Regions from separate parts of the Mus musculus genome. Here all the other regions are linked to region 2. Evidence: chromatin contacts called from public Hi-C and promoter capture Hi-C data. All regions are on one chromosome and are shown on one strand. Each heading gives the region's core, a stretch centred on a gene start, on an enhancer-like site or on the middle of the called end of the contact. The rest is flanking DNA. Distances are from core to core; before and after follow the strand shown.

Evidence for each region. Promoter capture Hi-C pulls out the DNA fragments that hold promoters and counts their contacts. A called contact is a pair of places that touch in the nucleus more often than the background predicts.
Region 1: a promoter capture Hi-C map of embryonic stem cells shows a contact between it and region 2, with 4 times the contacts expected there. The contact joins the promoter of Cbx2 here to the promoter of Rbfox3 in region 2. A contact is called at or near these places in 2 of 39 promoter capture datasets (embryonic stem cells and epiblast stem cells), 6 of 484 Hi-C or Micro-C datasets (cerebral cortex, embryonic stem cells and nephron progenitors), 1 of 115 datasets of contacts at active chromatin or transcription factors (embryonic stem cells) and 3 of 9 other capture datasets (adipose tissue, liver and pancreatic islet).
Region 3: a Hi-C map of cerebellar granule neurons shows a contact between it and region 2, with 2.2 times the contacts expected there. The contact joins the enhancer-like site here to the promoter of Rbfox3 in region 2. A contact is called at or near these places in 1 of 39 promoter capture datasets (hippocampal neurons), 6 of 484 Hi-C or Micro-C datasets (cerebellar granule neurons, cerebellum, cerebral cortex and 1 more), 4 of 115 datasets of contacts at active chromatin or transcription factors (embryonic forebrain, embryonic hindbrain, neural progenitor cells and 1 more) and 3 of 9 other capture datasets (adipose tissue, liver and pancreatic islet).

What each region holds. Positions count from the first base shown.
Region 1 is chr11:119,021,598-119,026,044 of GRCm38.p6, reverse strand. Cbx2 (chromobox 2) reads right to left here and starts at 3,024. Exons shown (of 5, transcript NM_007623.3): 1 at 2,865-3,024; 2 at 2,744-2,787; 3 at 1,805-1,870. The coding sequence starts at 2,936. Gm35829 (a long non-coding RNA gene) reads left to right here and starts at 2,206. Exons shown (of 3, transcript XR_389218.4): 1 at 2,206-2,772.
Region 2 is chr11:118,906,523-118,910,827 of GRCm38.p6, reverse strand. Rbfox3 (RNA binding protein, fox-1 homolog (C. elegans) 3) reads left to right here and starts at 1,256. Exons shown (of 15, transcript NM_001039167.1): 1 at 1,256-1,524.
Region 3 is chr11:118,830,174-118,834,342 of GRCm38.p6, reverse strand. The region is part of intron 1 of Rbfox3 (RNA binding protein, fox-1 homolog (C. elegans) 3); the gene reads left to right. Among named protein-coding and RNA genes, the nearest start is that of Gm11750, 47 kb to the right of the region's middle. Within about 2 kb of position 2,277, at least 7 of the 459 cell types and tissues checked have an H3K27ac peak or open chromatin away from gene starts, as enhancers often do. A contact at or near this core is called in cerebellar granule neurons, cerebellum, cerebral cortex and 1 more, where this site is marked.

The sequences.
Region 1 (4,447 bases), core at 1,775-4,274, 110 kb before region 2:
CGCAGGAAACCCTCTATGATCTGCTAGCCTAGGGGCTGAGGACTCCAGTGTGGCTTCTCAGGGCCAACTTGCTTATGTCACCCCGTCCCTGCAGAGCTCATACACCTCCAGAAGTCTGTTCTTAATGGGAGGGGTGATTAGCAGGCTCCCAGCAGCCATGCCTCAAAGCCTGCACCTCTACAGCCCAGGGGTAGGTCCACACACTCAAGAGCCCCTGTCAGCCTCTTACGGAAGCTCAGCTTTCAGGTTACCCATTCTTGTGACCAAAACCTGGTGCCATGGTTTGGGAAGTAAAGATGCAAGCTTCGAAGCCCAACGACCTGAGTTTGACTCTCAGAACCCATATGGTTAAAACAGAGAAATAGGGGGCTGGAGAGTCAGTTCAGCAGTTAAGAGCACTGGCTGCTCTCCCAGAAGACCTGGGTTCAACTTCCAGTGCACACACAGGGCAGCTCGCAACTGTCTGACCTCCAGCTCCAAGGGATCTGACGCCCTCACACAGACATAAACGCAGGCAAGACACCCATGCACACAAACTAAGAATAATCATTAAAACGGTTATCGAGAACAATCCCTACAGGCTTTCCCCTTGACCATCACACAGGCCTGGCCACATGCACGGGTCCCCTCCCCTAAGCAAACAGACAAATGTGAAACACAATATAGCCAAACACCATTTCCATGGAGCCCTGGACCGTGATCTCAAAAAGAAACAGACTGGACCTCCAGGAATACCCCGAGGCTCAAACCCCCTTGGTTCTCCAACTCCCCAGATCAATTTCAAGGAGCATTTCATGGCTCTGCTGAGCTGGACACCTGATTCTCCATTGTGGCTCTGACTTCTCTTTAACACAGCATCTCCTCACTGACAGCCAGAAGTTAACAGCCAGCTCCTAGTGTCCAGAGCATGTGCTTCCTCCCACTGCATATCCCTTTGCCTCAGGATCATGCTTCACCAGCCAAGCTGGTTTCCCATCTGCTCAAGTGCCCCACCCCCACCCCCAGCTTCTCCAGGAGCAGCAGCTGCAGGTTTGTATGAGTAGCACCTGGCCCAAGGGTGCCACCTCAATCACAGAGAAACATACCAGCTCTACACAGTGCCAAGCTGGCTCCTGTGAGGACCAAGCCATCAGTCTAACAGGCGAGGATGTTGCTTGCTATCTATCCATCCGTTTCCAAAGGAATCCGAGCAGGCTCAAGCACTCACACATCCTGCCAAAACTTATCCCTTTCCCACTCCTGTAACACTGAGAAACACAGGCTGGGCTACCAGAGAACAAGCTCGCTCGACTGACCTCAGCTGGGGAGGTTTCTGAGCAGACATTCATCTGCTTTATGGACAGAGGCATTGCAGAGGGAAGGTGCCGGTGAAACCCACCTCCCTGTCCCCCAGCCCAACATGCCCTTCCCAACACCATCTCACAGGATCCTTATCTCAATGAGTCGTGCCCCCCCCCCCACCCCGAGGCGGGACGTAAGAACTGTAATTACAGAAGTGACCTCAGCACTTTCAAGGCTTGGGCAAAACATCAAACACATGACTTTGCACTCTGGGCCCTCCCTCTCCTGCACCATGGCACACGCACACCGTGGCAGGGGCAGAGGTGTGCTTTTTACAACAAGCTTCCAGCTTCAAGTGCTATTAGTGCCGACCAAAAGCTACTCCACAGAAAAGGCCAAGAGAAACCAGAGGCTGTCTGTGAGGCCTTAAAGTGCTCCACCACAGGCTTCCCCACACCACAGCCCCAGGCCACTGTGTCACCAGCCAATTCCACCCAACTCTCCCCTCCTCCAGAGTTCTCACTTCTTCTGGAAGGCTAGGAGCAGCCTCGGGTCCAAAATGTTCTCTTCTGGCTCCCAGCTGTTGTGTCTGGAAAAGCAAAGCAAAGGGGGGTGGGCGGGCTGGTGAGCAGCATCCAGGTGGGCTGCCGGGGACAGCTCCCACAGCCCCGCTGGGACAAGGGGCACTGCGGCAGAGGCTGTCCTCTGAGGTCTTAGAAGTCCTTAAAGTTAGTTAGCATCCCAGCCTCAAACCCACAGGCAAACTGCCACCTCAAACCCCAGCAGGCCAGGAGAGGACTCGACAGTCTACACTGGGAGGAAAACAAACCCCAACAAAGAGCAAAGCTGCCGAGGGAATCCCCTGGGCCTGGCCCGGAGCCAGGGAGGGGAGGGAAGGCAGGTAGGGGAGGGGGAGCCGGGGGGCACAGACGGAACAAAGTGGAGGATACCACCGAGAGCGCGGGCAGGGCACCGGGTTTGGGGAGTGGTATCTGGAGGGGATGGGGCTCAGGAAGGAGGGTGGCGGGGCAGCTACAAAGGAAGCCCTTTCCGGAGAAGGCCGGGTCCCCGTCCCTCATTGAGAAGAAAGCAAGCTCGGGCCGGGGGTAGGAGTAGGTGGGGGAGCCCTCCCACCAGTAGGAAGCTCAGGTTACAGCAGGATAACTTGGGCAAGGGGAGGGGGCCCGCGTCCCGCGCCAGCCGCGGCCAGCTCCTGGGCGGGGGCGCATGCAACAAATGGGCGCCAGAAGCGCGCGGCGCGGAGGCGGGCCGGGCTCCAGGGACTCGGGGCTGGAGGCCGCCCTGCTCGCTCCCCGTGGGCTCGTAAACAAAGGGCAGCGCCAGTCGGCCAGAGTCCTCTGGGTCCCGAGGCACAGGACTTCCCGCCCGGGCCTGCGATGCGAGGGTTCCCACCCAGGCCGGGAGGCGCGCGCGGGAAGGCGGCCGCGCACCGGAGACTCACTTGGAGGACCAGCCGCGCCACTTGACCAGGTACTCCAGCTTGCCCTGCGGAGAGATAAGAGCGGGCGGTTAGCCCCGCAGAGCGCCAGGCGCACGCGGGGAGCGGGCGGGGGCTCACGCACCTTGCGGAGCCGCTTGCTCAGGATGCACTCGGCGGCGAAGACCTGCTCGCCCACGCTGCTCAGCTCCTCCATGCCGCCGCCCGCCGCGGCCCGCGCCCCGCAGACCCCGGCTCACTGCTGCACACAAAGCGCCGCCCCCGCCGCGCCCCGCCCCGCGCACGCGCGCCGGAGTCGCCCGCGCTGCTCTACCCGCAGCCGCCGGGCCAATAGGCGCGCCGGGCGCGCGGGGCGGGGCGCGCATTGTTCGTGGTAGCCGCGGCGGGGACCAGTCCGTGGGGTTGGGCGCTCTCTGCACTGTGTCGGGAGGCTGCGTGCTCCGGGAATCCTGGGGTCCGGCCGCTCCGGATCGCAGGTCCCTGCGGAAAGCTATTGTTTGGCCAGAGGGCGGCGAAGCGGGGAGCACGCGGCGCTTCTTGCCCCCGCCAGTGAGGGGCGCTGCTCCCCACTAGTCCTCTACCAGTCAGGGGTACAAAAAGAGTGGAAAAGTACGGGGTTCGGGAGGGGACACCGAAAAAGGAGCCTCGAAACTCTACTTAAGGTTGTAGATGAAAAATTCAGGTCACTGGAAGAAGACTGAACTCCGAACTCTTAACTAAAGAGTTGTGAAAATGGGACCTAGTTCCCCGACTTTTAGTACGCGCGTGGGGACACAACCAACTTGATTTTTTTCTTAGTTTATTTCACGATTTTGGTGACGTCGACGTGGGCCAGAGGGATCGGTGTGCAGACTTGGGTGTAACTGGATTCTTGTCACTGCTTGCTAGCTCTGCTAGTAAAGTCCTTTGGATCAATTTCCAGGGGTGGCCCCGGTCCTCCCAGGTCGCCATGGCTTAGGCGCCCTACCCATTTATTTTCCCGCTCAGACATAAATTCCGTTGAACAGTCTCCTTTGTAAGTTTTGAAGCGAGTCAAGCACATGATGAAAGAAGCGTTCTCTCATTTAATAAAGCAGAATCCAATGAAAATTCGCTTTCTGGTTTTGCCTCTTTCTTGAACAGGCTGCGAATCCAAAGTCACACCTTTGTAGGACCTTGTCTTCACGTAACCGTGAACCTATTTATGAAGGAGTAATATCTTTTGGTTGTAAAGCTTTCTGCCCTAAGAAACGAATATCGGGAAACCACTGGGTTTTAGGGTATTCTTCAGTTTAGTTGGTTGGTTAAATCTGCTTTGGAAAGAGCTCGCAGCTGTTTGCAGAGGGGGCAGGGAAAGAGACATTTTTTTTCCTTCTTTTTTCCTTCTTGAGAGCGCAATGATTGCTCATTTAGGTGCTTGGTGCAGTAGTGGATGAAGCAAGGGGGAAGAGAGCCGCTGAAGTCTCCCAGACAGCTCTTTTTGTCCCTGTTCAGATCAGCTGGGCAGTAAATGGTTGCGCTGTACAAAGGTGTGCTTATTGTAATCCTATAAATAGCTGGATCCATTTCAACTGCTGCTTGCGCTTCGGGATTCTATGGGGTGTCACATTTACTGTTAGAATCTGCCCACTATTCCCTTTCTGGAACAGGGTATACCAACACAGTTGCTTACTTATTTTTTAAGAGCAAAGAACTTTAAAAATACAGTTCTTTCTTGTTTGGCGAGAA
Region 2 (4,305 bases), core at 7-2,506:
CTGTCTAGCTGCCCTACCCACAGGGCCCCAGGCTCCGTGGTATGTGCCTCACACTGGAAGCTTAGTTAGGTGCAAGAAGCTGATGGTTTTACAAACAGCATCCAGCAACGTGTATCAGGCTTGTTTTTTAATCATGTTTTGTTGTTGTTGTTTGTTTTGTTGTTGTTGTTTTTTGTTTTTTAGATTGCAAATGTCCTTTGAGAGTGCAGGTCCCAGAGTCCAGGCACTGCATGGTGATTGTCTTTTATTTTCGTCTTTCATATAGAACAGTATCTGGATCCAGTTTAAAGCCTTTGGGTATCATCTAGCCTCTTTGCTCACTTCTGGGGCTGAATGCCAGTAACTAGCCCCACTGTTGTACCTGGGTCTCATCTTGACAGCTCAGAGGCAATGCCTGCCTCCCAACCCCTTTCTTTTCCCAAGACTAGAGATGCCGGACCTCAGACCACGCTAGACTCCCTTTCCCTGGGTTAGGGGGAGGCTGGAACTCTTCTGGTTTTAGGTTCTCCTAACTGACCTGGATGGAAATATTTAAGGCCATAGGATTATCAGCGGGGACAAGTGTGTCCTCCCTGTGTCCTGTTCCAGGGTAGGCCTCCTGCCTCCCCGCCTGCTCTGTGATTCTCAGGAAGGCAAGGCATGGAACTCCAGGCCTATTAAGGGTCTTCCCCAGTGGCCAGTTAGGCGCGGGCGCTGCAGACTAGCTGGAGAGGCGTGGGGGAGGGGACATCCATTCCTGCCATTCAGCGACCAAGTCTTTCTAGGGACCCCTGGGCAGAGCGAGAGAAACCGGTCCCAGTGGAACGAGGGTGCAGGGGTCCTGCTAAGTGTTGCTAGTGATGACTTACACTGAGGTCGCCCAGAAGAAGGGAGGGAGGAAGGGGAGGTGAGACCACAGCGGTGGTGGTGGTGGTGAGCTCGGAGGAGCCCAGCTCCTTCTGAGCTCTAGGGTGCCCTACAAGTCTCACCAGCCTACGCATCCCCGTTCTCCAAGGCTGGAGCTGGGACTCCAGGGCTCCTGTGGCCACATTCAGCTGGCTCGCGGCCCTCCCTGCCTCGCCGCCCTCCCTGGCCGCGCGACCGCCGGAGCCCCCTCCCTCCCTCGCCGAGCTGCGCGCTCCGCCCGTGCAGCCGCCACCACCACCGCCACCGCCGCCGCGTGCTCCTGCTGCCTTCTCGCTTCAGCCGAGCCAGCCAGAGGAACGAGGGGGGGGTGGCAGAGAGAGAGAGAGAGAGAGAGAGAGAGAGAGAGAGAGAGAGAGAGAGAGAGAGAGAGAGAGAGAGTCGGCGAGGCAAGCGGAGCGGGGACACGGAGCCGTTGCTCCGGAACCGGCGGAAACCTCCTCGGACAGCAGTCGGGCGCCTGCCCCAGCAGCTCGCGTGGTCTCCGGAGACGCCGCGGCAGCCACCGCCGCTCCAACCCGGCCTCTCGCGCCCCTTGCCGCCGGCTCGCCGGGGCGGCCGGGATGCAGCCGGGGCATGGCCGCCAGGGCCCCGTCACCTGCCGTGGGGAACGCTGAACCCGTGAGTAGCCAGACCCTGGGCTTCCACCTCGGTCACGACCATCGCGAGGGGCCGGCTGGGACTGTGGGCACGGCCCGGGGAGGGGCGCACGGGACCCCGCAGTGGGAGGCGGGGCCGGCGAGGACGCGGGGCTGCGGAGCGTGGCTGGGGACAGACCTGAGGTCGCGCGAGGATGGGGTGGCGCCCTTGGGGGTCAGGGGTCTGCGCGCGAGGTCGGGGTTCCCGAGTTGTGCGGGGGCTGGGGTCGTGGCTCCGGGCTCCGGGCTCCCCTGGGAAACCAGAGGGGAGATTTTGTAAATGGGAAGGCCCGGGGTCAGGCTCCATGGAGACACCGGGGAGTCCCGCGCGCTGCGTGCCCGTGGCGGCGGCGGCGGCGGCGGCGGCGGCGGCACAATGCCCGGCTCTGGGAACTCCCAGGATTGGGGGGAAGCCGTGGCGCACGGAGATCCCGGCCCGCGGGGCGCATCAGGGAGGCGGCCCCAACCCGCAGGGCTGGAAGCACGGCTGGCGACCCTGATGCGCTACGGCGTGCGACTCTCGCCATCCTCAGGCTCGGGAGGGCTGCTGGGGTCCAGGAGGAGGAGAGCCGGCCGAGGGGACTGACTGATGACCTCAAGGAGTTGTGGGAGGACTGAGGTCCTCCTCGGCTCTCTCGGGAGGACCAGAGCCCTCAGCATAGCGGCACGCGTGGAACAGGCGCGGGTGGCGCACAGGGCTCTCTAGTCCGCGAGCTGGGGGGCGCTCGGGGCCGAGTCTTCCCAGAGGCGTGAGCAAGGATCGGAGGTTACTGCTCGCTTTGGCACAGCTACAGGGCTGGGACAGCCCGGCTGGGAAAGCTTTGCTAAGGTGGCCTGCACAACCCTAGCCCAAACTTTCTGACTTGTGGCCCCGGGAGGTGGTGGGATTCTCCTGGGGCTGTCTTCTTCAGGAGAAAGGTGTCAGGGGGTGGCTTCAGGCCGGCGGTCCTCTGGGAGCTCCCTGATGAAGCTTCGCCCCTATCCATTGGCATGCAGCCCTTCAGTGTCCTGGCCACCCAGGTCCCGCACCCAGTCTGTACCCGGAGCAAGACGCGACCAGCACGGGGGGGGGGCATTGAGACCCTATTAGACAGCTGGAACAGACCCAGGATCTTGGGTCTTGCATGAGATTGGGGGTTGGTTGGCTGTTCACGAAGCTCACTGACGTCGGCTAGTGTGTGTGGGCTGCGAGGTGAGGAGGGTCCAGGATGGCCGAGCCACATCCCCGCTCCCCCTTTTGGATTCTGCTTTTCAGACGCACTCTAATTATTTAATGGTCACTTTTAAAAAGGACGCCGGTGGCGCCAGTAGTCTCTCGATGTGCGAGACACCCACAGTGGGAGCTATGGACAGGGACTGAGGGATCCTTTCTTCTTCTGGGCAAGTCCCTTCCTCCTCCGGCTGGAGGTGAAGTGCCTTCTGGTGCGCGCAGGGTCGTTAATTTTCTGTCACAAACGCCGGCTAAGCTGGGGACGCCTCGGGAGCGCATCGGGGAGTCTAGGGTCCAGAGCAGGTACGGGGCTAATGGAGTAGGGTCTCGGGTAATGAGGTCTTTCAGCAGAAATCAGCTTTGGTTTTACTGGTCTGCAAAAAATAATGAAAAAAAAAAGTACAAACATTATGGCAGACTGAGCTCATTAAGTGCGCATCGCGGATCAGGGCGGATGTCTTAATCAGGCTGCGCTGGTAACGGGGATATTACACTAATTAAAACCAGACCCTCCAGGTGAGCGACTACTGGGAAGGGAGAAAGTTGTAGAGAAGGCGCCTGCTGGTGGAAGAGAGGCGCTGGCGAGGTGGTCAGGGCCGCTGTAGGGTGGGCATGTGGGGCAGGGGGCGCCTTCTCAGAGCCAGCCCCTCGTCCCCCGCGGGCGAGGAGCTCCCCTGGGCCCAGAGGGAGGATCGAGCTGCCGCCTCCGCCCTCCCCGGGGACCAGAGGCCTCCCTGCGTGGGAGCTAAGCGCACTGCACACTCGGGGAAGCAGCGCTTAACCCCTACTTTCCCGGCTGGGCTTGGAGCTCTGGGAACACTGGGCTGTAGAGGGGAAGATGGGGGAACCCATAGGAGGCTAGGGAGGTGAGGCAGAGCTGAAGCGGGGCGCATCAGACCCCATTAGATGCTCCTAGGGAGGCAGCTGAGTGCCAGGGGAGGGTTGGCCAGGTCATACAGGCTGTTTGCCCCAAGCCCTGAGGATTTCTGGTATAGATCAACGTTTCCAACTGTCTGCCCGCCCTCCCACTCTCACTAATGAAAGAGAACCCTGACAATTACTCTGTACCATCCTTCTCGGAGGCCCAAACAACCAGATAGTCTTGGGTCTATAGGAAGAGCCCAGAGTCTAGGAAAGTCCCTATAGATCGGGCCTCTAGCAATGCTGTGCCTTCACCTTCGCTGCAAAGGCTCCACGACCTCAGGCAGAGCCGCAGCAGGCCTGGGTGAATTTACTGCCCTTCAGCAGGGACCAGACAGACGCTGGTCAGGAGCAAAGGCTGACCTGCCACGCAGCCGCACAGAGGGCGGCAGCACCAAGGACAGGGCTAGGGCCGAGCTGCAGCGTTTCACTCTTCTGCCACCTCTGCCTGTCTTGTGTCCTGTGGACACTGAGATCCGGGGCTTATTAGTCTTCATCCTGCTTGGAAGGTACAGGAGGAGTCCCCATGCCAACAGGGTCAGGGAGGTCCAGGCCAGAGCAGAGGTAATTACAGTAAGGAGGTCTCTTGGGCATCATTCCCCAGTGTGTGGTCTTGTGGCAGCCACGCAAGAG
Region 3 (4,169 bases), core at 1,028-3,527, 78 kb after region 2:
AAAGGCGGAGCAACAGGGAGGGGGTGGGTAGGCGGAGATTAGTCAGCTCCCTATCCCAGAAGAAGGTAGGCAGAGGGAGGCAGACATCCCTGAGGTGAGGCCCAAGTGGCCCCCTGCAGGCAAATCTCCAGTGAAGCAGCTGCTGTCATTGCCACACATCCTGGTCCCTTCTCTGCCCTGGCAGAGTGAGCATTTGTCCTGTGATGTGGGACTTCTCACTGTACCTACCTTCAAGCCCAAGGGACAAAGGTTGGGTCTCTTGCAGACCCTCCAGGAAGGGCATCTATGCTGCCCCATGAGATTGATTAATAAAAAGCACATAAACCTCTAGAAAGGCCCCTGCATGCCCCAGCAGTTTCCTTGAAGGATGAGGCTGGCCCAGGGTAGCTGCTCCTGTTGGGTGTGCCCTAGCAGGTCCTCTCAGTCCCCACAGGGGCTCAGGGGTGGCACTGTTTTCCCGCTTCCTGCCACCTTCCCCACCCCCACCCTGTTCCTTTGAATGACTGCTGGGGTCACAGATGCTTCTCGTCCTGTCAGGACATTTGCAGGCCTCTGACAAAGCTTCTGTTGTGGAAACTTGGACTCTGAGGCCCATAGTCCCTCCTTGTGTCCTTGATACTGGACATCTATCCCAGACTGGACATCAGTTAGAGAGAGAGAGAGCGAGAGAGCGAGAGAGAGACAGTGACAGAGATAGACACAGAGACAGAGACAGAGACAGAGACAGAGACAGAGCGAGCCTTTTGGCAGAGGGTTCTGGGGGAAAAACTGGCCTGAACCTCTTTGCTCAGGGGCCTTGTTAACCCTGTGGGATTCCCAGGTCAGGAAGAGCAGTATTCACTGAGCCAGGCCTTCCAGATGTGTTCAACGATGACTGTGGTACTTCCTCTCTGTTAGGTGAGTCTCTGGACCCTCTGACAAGATTTCACTGATGACATCCTGGGACAAGTCCTCTGGGGGCTGTAGCCTATAGCCAGCTTCTCCTGAGAGCCAGGTCCACACTCCCTGCCTTGCAGAATGGGTGTGGTCAAGTGAATAGCTTATCCGGGGTAAAGTCTAGTGGTGTCATGCTGCTGCTTCAAAGCTGTTACTCAGAGAACACCTTGATTTCAGCTCCCCTGTGCAGACGGTAAAGCCACGGGAGGCACGGCAGTGGGGGCGTGCCTCCTGGCTCTGGGAAGGGAAGCCTTCTGTTTGTCCCAGGTCCACATTGACCACTGAGGTGGACAGGATGGCTGGGAGGCAGCCAGCAGGACTATCCCTCCTCCTCTGTCCCTCCCCCAAGGCTGAAATACGGATCCCTAGTGTTCCAGTCCATCTCACCAGCTAAAGTTATACTCGGTGACTCCACAAGACTGGCATGCATAATGGTTTTCTTGCATCTGACTCAGGACTGTGCTGCTGGGAGCCTGAATCTTCCAGTCTGAACTCCCTCAAATGGCAGGTGGAAAGGATGCCGTGAAGCTGGGGATGGCAGTGCTAATGTCCCTGGTACATCCTAATGGGGTTGCCTAGGGTCATCCATGCACAATGAAAGATATACGTGGGCCCAGGACAACTGTCTAACGTAGGAGATGAGGGTGTTGAATGTAAGAATCTAGCAGGAGCAGGCAGTATCCAGGGGCTATGGGTTCTCACTCATGTTCCTTCTGGTCTGTAGGGGAGGCAGTCACCTCTGTCAGTAGATAGCAGAGCCTCACCTCTGGCCAGGTTCCTCTGACTCCACCCACAGTGGTCCCAAGTGTATCAGAGTTCATGCAGGAGCTCTGCCATTTCCCGGATGGATCTTTTAGATTATCAGGCTGTGATGACATCAGCCATAACTACCCCTAGGCAGACATCCTTGGAGATGCCATGCCATCAGTAGAGGACTGGTCTAGAGACCTTTTAGGCCTCTGAGTTAGCAGCACAGGGTCAGGTTTTTGCCCCCTACTCCCCACTTCCATGTCACCCAGAGACAGCTTCCATAGGGAGAAGACTGAATTCCAGTGCCTCCTTCTCTTCAATGATGAAGAACCCTGCCCTGCATTCCATGAGATTGTGGTTTCTGACCCACCCCCCCACCTCTGTAACACACAGGGTGGAGCAGATGCGAAGGGGTCAGCTCAGCTTATTCCTTACTGGCCTCTGTGTGACCTTATTCCTATCTCCTTTTCTCTCCCCACTTGGGTCCAAGATCTTGGGGTGCTGAGCTGGGCTACTTGGAGGCTCATCCTTGGAGGGGAGTTAAACAGTATGAGGAACCTGAGGACAGGCTCGGAGGGAGGAGGTCACGTGCTCAGCTCTGTGCCCAGCAACACCCGCTTCCCAGCACCCCAAGCAGATGGCCACTTCACATCCTCCTGGGTGTTCCTCTGGCTCGTGATTTGGGGATCATGGGAGCCAAGTGACAATTCCAGAGTTTCTGCACCCTCGGTTCCTCCTCTGAAGGTGCTCCATCTGGCCAGGCAGGTAACCGGCCCTAGCCTCAGCCTGGCCACTGCTCATATCTCGGCCTCTGCTGCCCCCTTTCTTTATGCTCCTGTGCAGCCTCCCCCAGAAAAGCCCAGGCCTTTTCTCTTTCTGCCAGCAGCTCTTGGAGGATCTGTTTCTTTTTTTTCCTTTCCTAGTTTCTCTTCTCTTCCCCAGGTATCTTTGTTTCCTTGTTTAGTCTCCATGCTAAACTGGGAACTTTCAAGGTTGGAACTTACAGGTGTGATGTGCATGGGGGTGAGGATCAGGAAGTACCCTCCCTCCACCACATCCCAGTATGTGTGACCTAGACAATTCCTTCTCAGCCTTCCTGCCCCAAACTGGAAATGAAGCAATGACAGACCTTTGTGGCATAGACTGAATGAGGGTAGAGCATTGAGCTTGGTACCATACAGCGACCAACCACTTAACAGATGGCAGCAATACTCAGGAGTCCGCACTTGGCTGTAGTGGAATATTCCAGAAATGAATATTGCTAAGTTTTAAGTTTCACAGAGCTCTCATAGGGTGAATCTCCTGTTGTCCTGCTCCATCTACCCTAGGTGTCAGTCACCCCCTTCCATTACATTGTATGTACTATTCCTTGTTATATACTTAATAGCCATTGCTGTTTCCTTAGTAGCCATTGTTACTTAGTAGCCATTGCTGTTTCCTTTGTAGCCATTGTTACTTAGTAGTCATTGCTGTTTACTTAGTAGCCATTTCAGTCATCAGACTGTCACGGGATAGATGTGGCTGCTGGGTAGCACAAGAGAAGCTAGAGCACCAGCAATTTCATAATATATGTTTATAACTGTCCTATTTCACTATTAGTTATGACTATTAATCCCCCCTCCTTTCTGTTTTGTGTGTGTGCATGTGTGCACATGTGTGTGTGTGTATGTGCACATGAGCATCACACCCTCCCTCCTCCCCCCATGTCAACACTGGATGTCTTAATCGTCCTTAATCTCCTCTTACCCACGTGTTTTGAAATCAGCCCTCTCACTGCATGTGCAGTATGCTGTCTGTGGCCGTTTCAGATAGACTGGCTGGTTGGCAACCCCCTGGGACCTGACTCTCTGCCTCCCACTGTTGGATACACAGATGGATACCATTGCGTGTAGCTTTTTAGGTGGGGACTGAACTCAGTAAAGTGCATGGCAAGCCCTTTACCTGCTCAGCCATCCACCTAGATCAAATTTCTTAGCGTGTTTCATTTTTAAATCTTAGCATAGGTCTGTATGTACAAGATCAAACAGTATGTATAGGGTTTGTTACTCTCTGGGTTCAGAGAGTAACATGCCTGCATGCGTGCACACATGTATGCAGGTGTACATGTGTTTAAGGGCCAGAAGTCAACCTGCTTGTCAGCCTCAGCACCACTGTTCACCTTTGAGACCAGGTCGTTCGTTGGCCTTGAATTTGCCAGTTACTCATTGGTCAGAATTCTCATTGGTAGGAGAGCCTCAGGGATGTTTGTTTCTGCCTCCCTAGTGTTTCCCCTTGGGGCCTGGGTATCCAACCCAGGTTTTCATGCTTGTGAAGCAAGCCCTTTACCAACCAAGTCATCTCTCTGGTTCTGGCAAGCAGTTTTGACAAGTAGAGGAGAAGGGGTGTGGGAAAATGGGGAGGGAGAATCCTGGTGACAGTAGTGGGCAGCTGGAATGGAGCCCACTGGGGTCCCCAAGGAAAATGCAGAACACACACCCTGGACT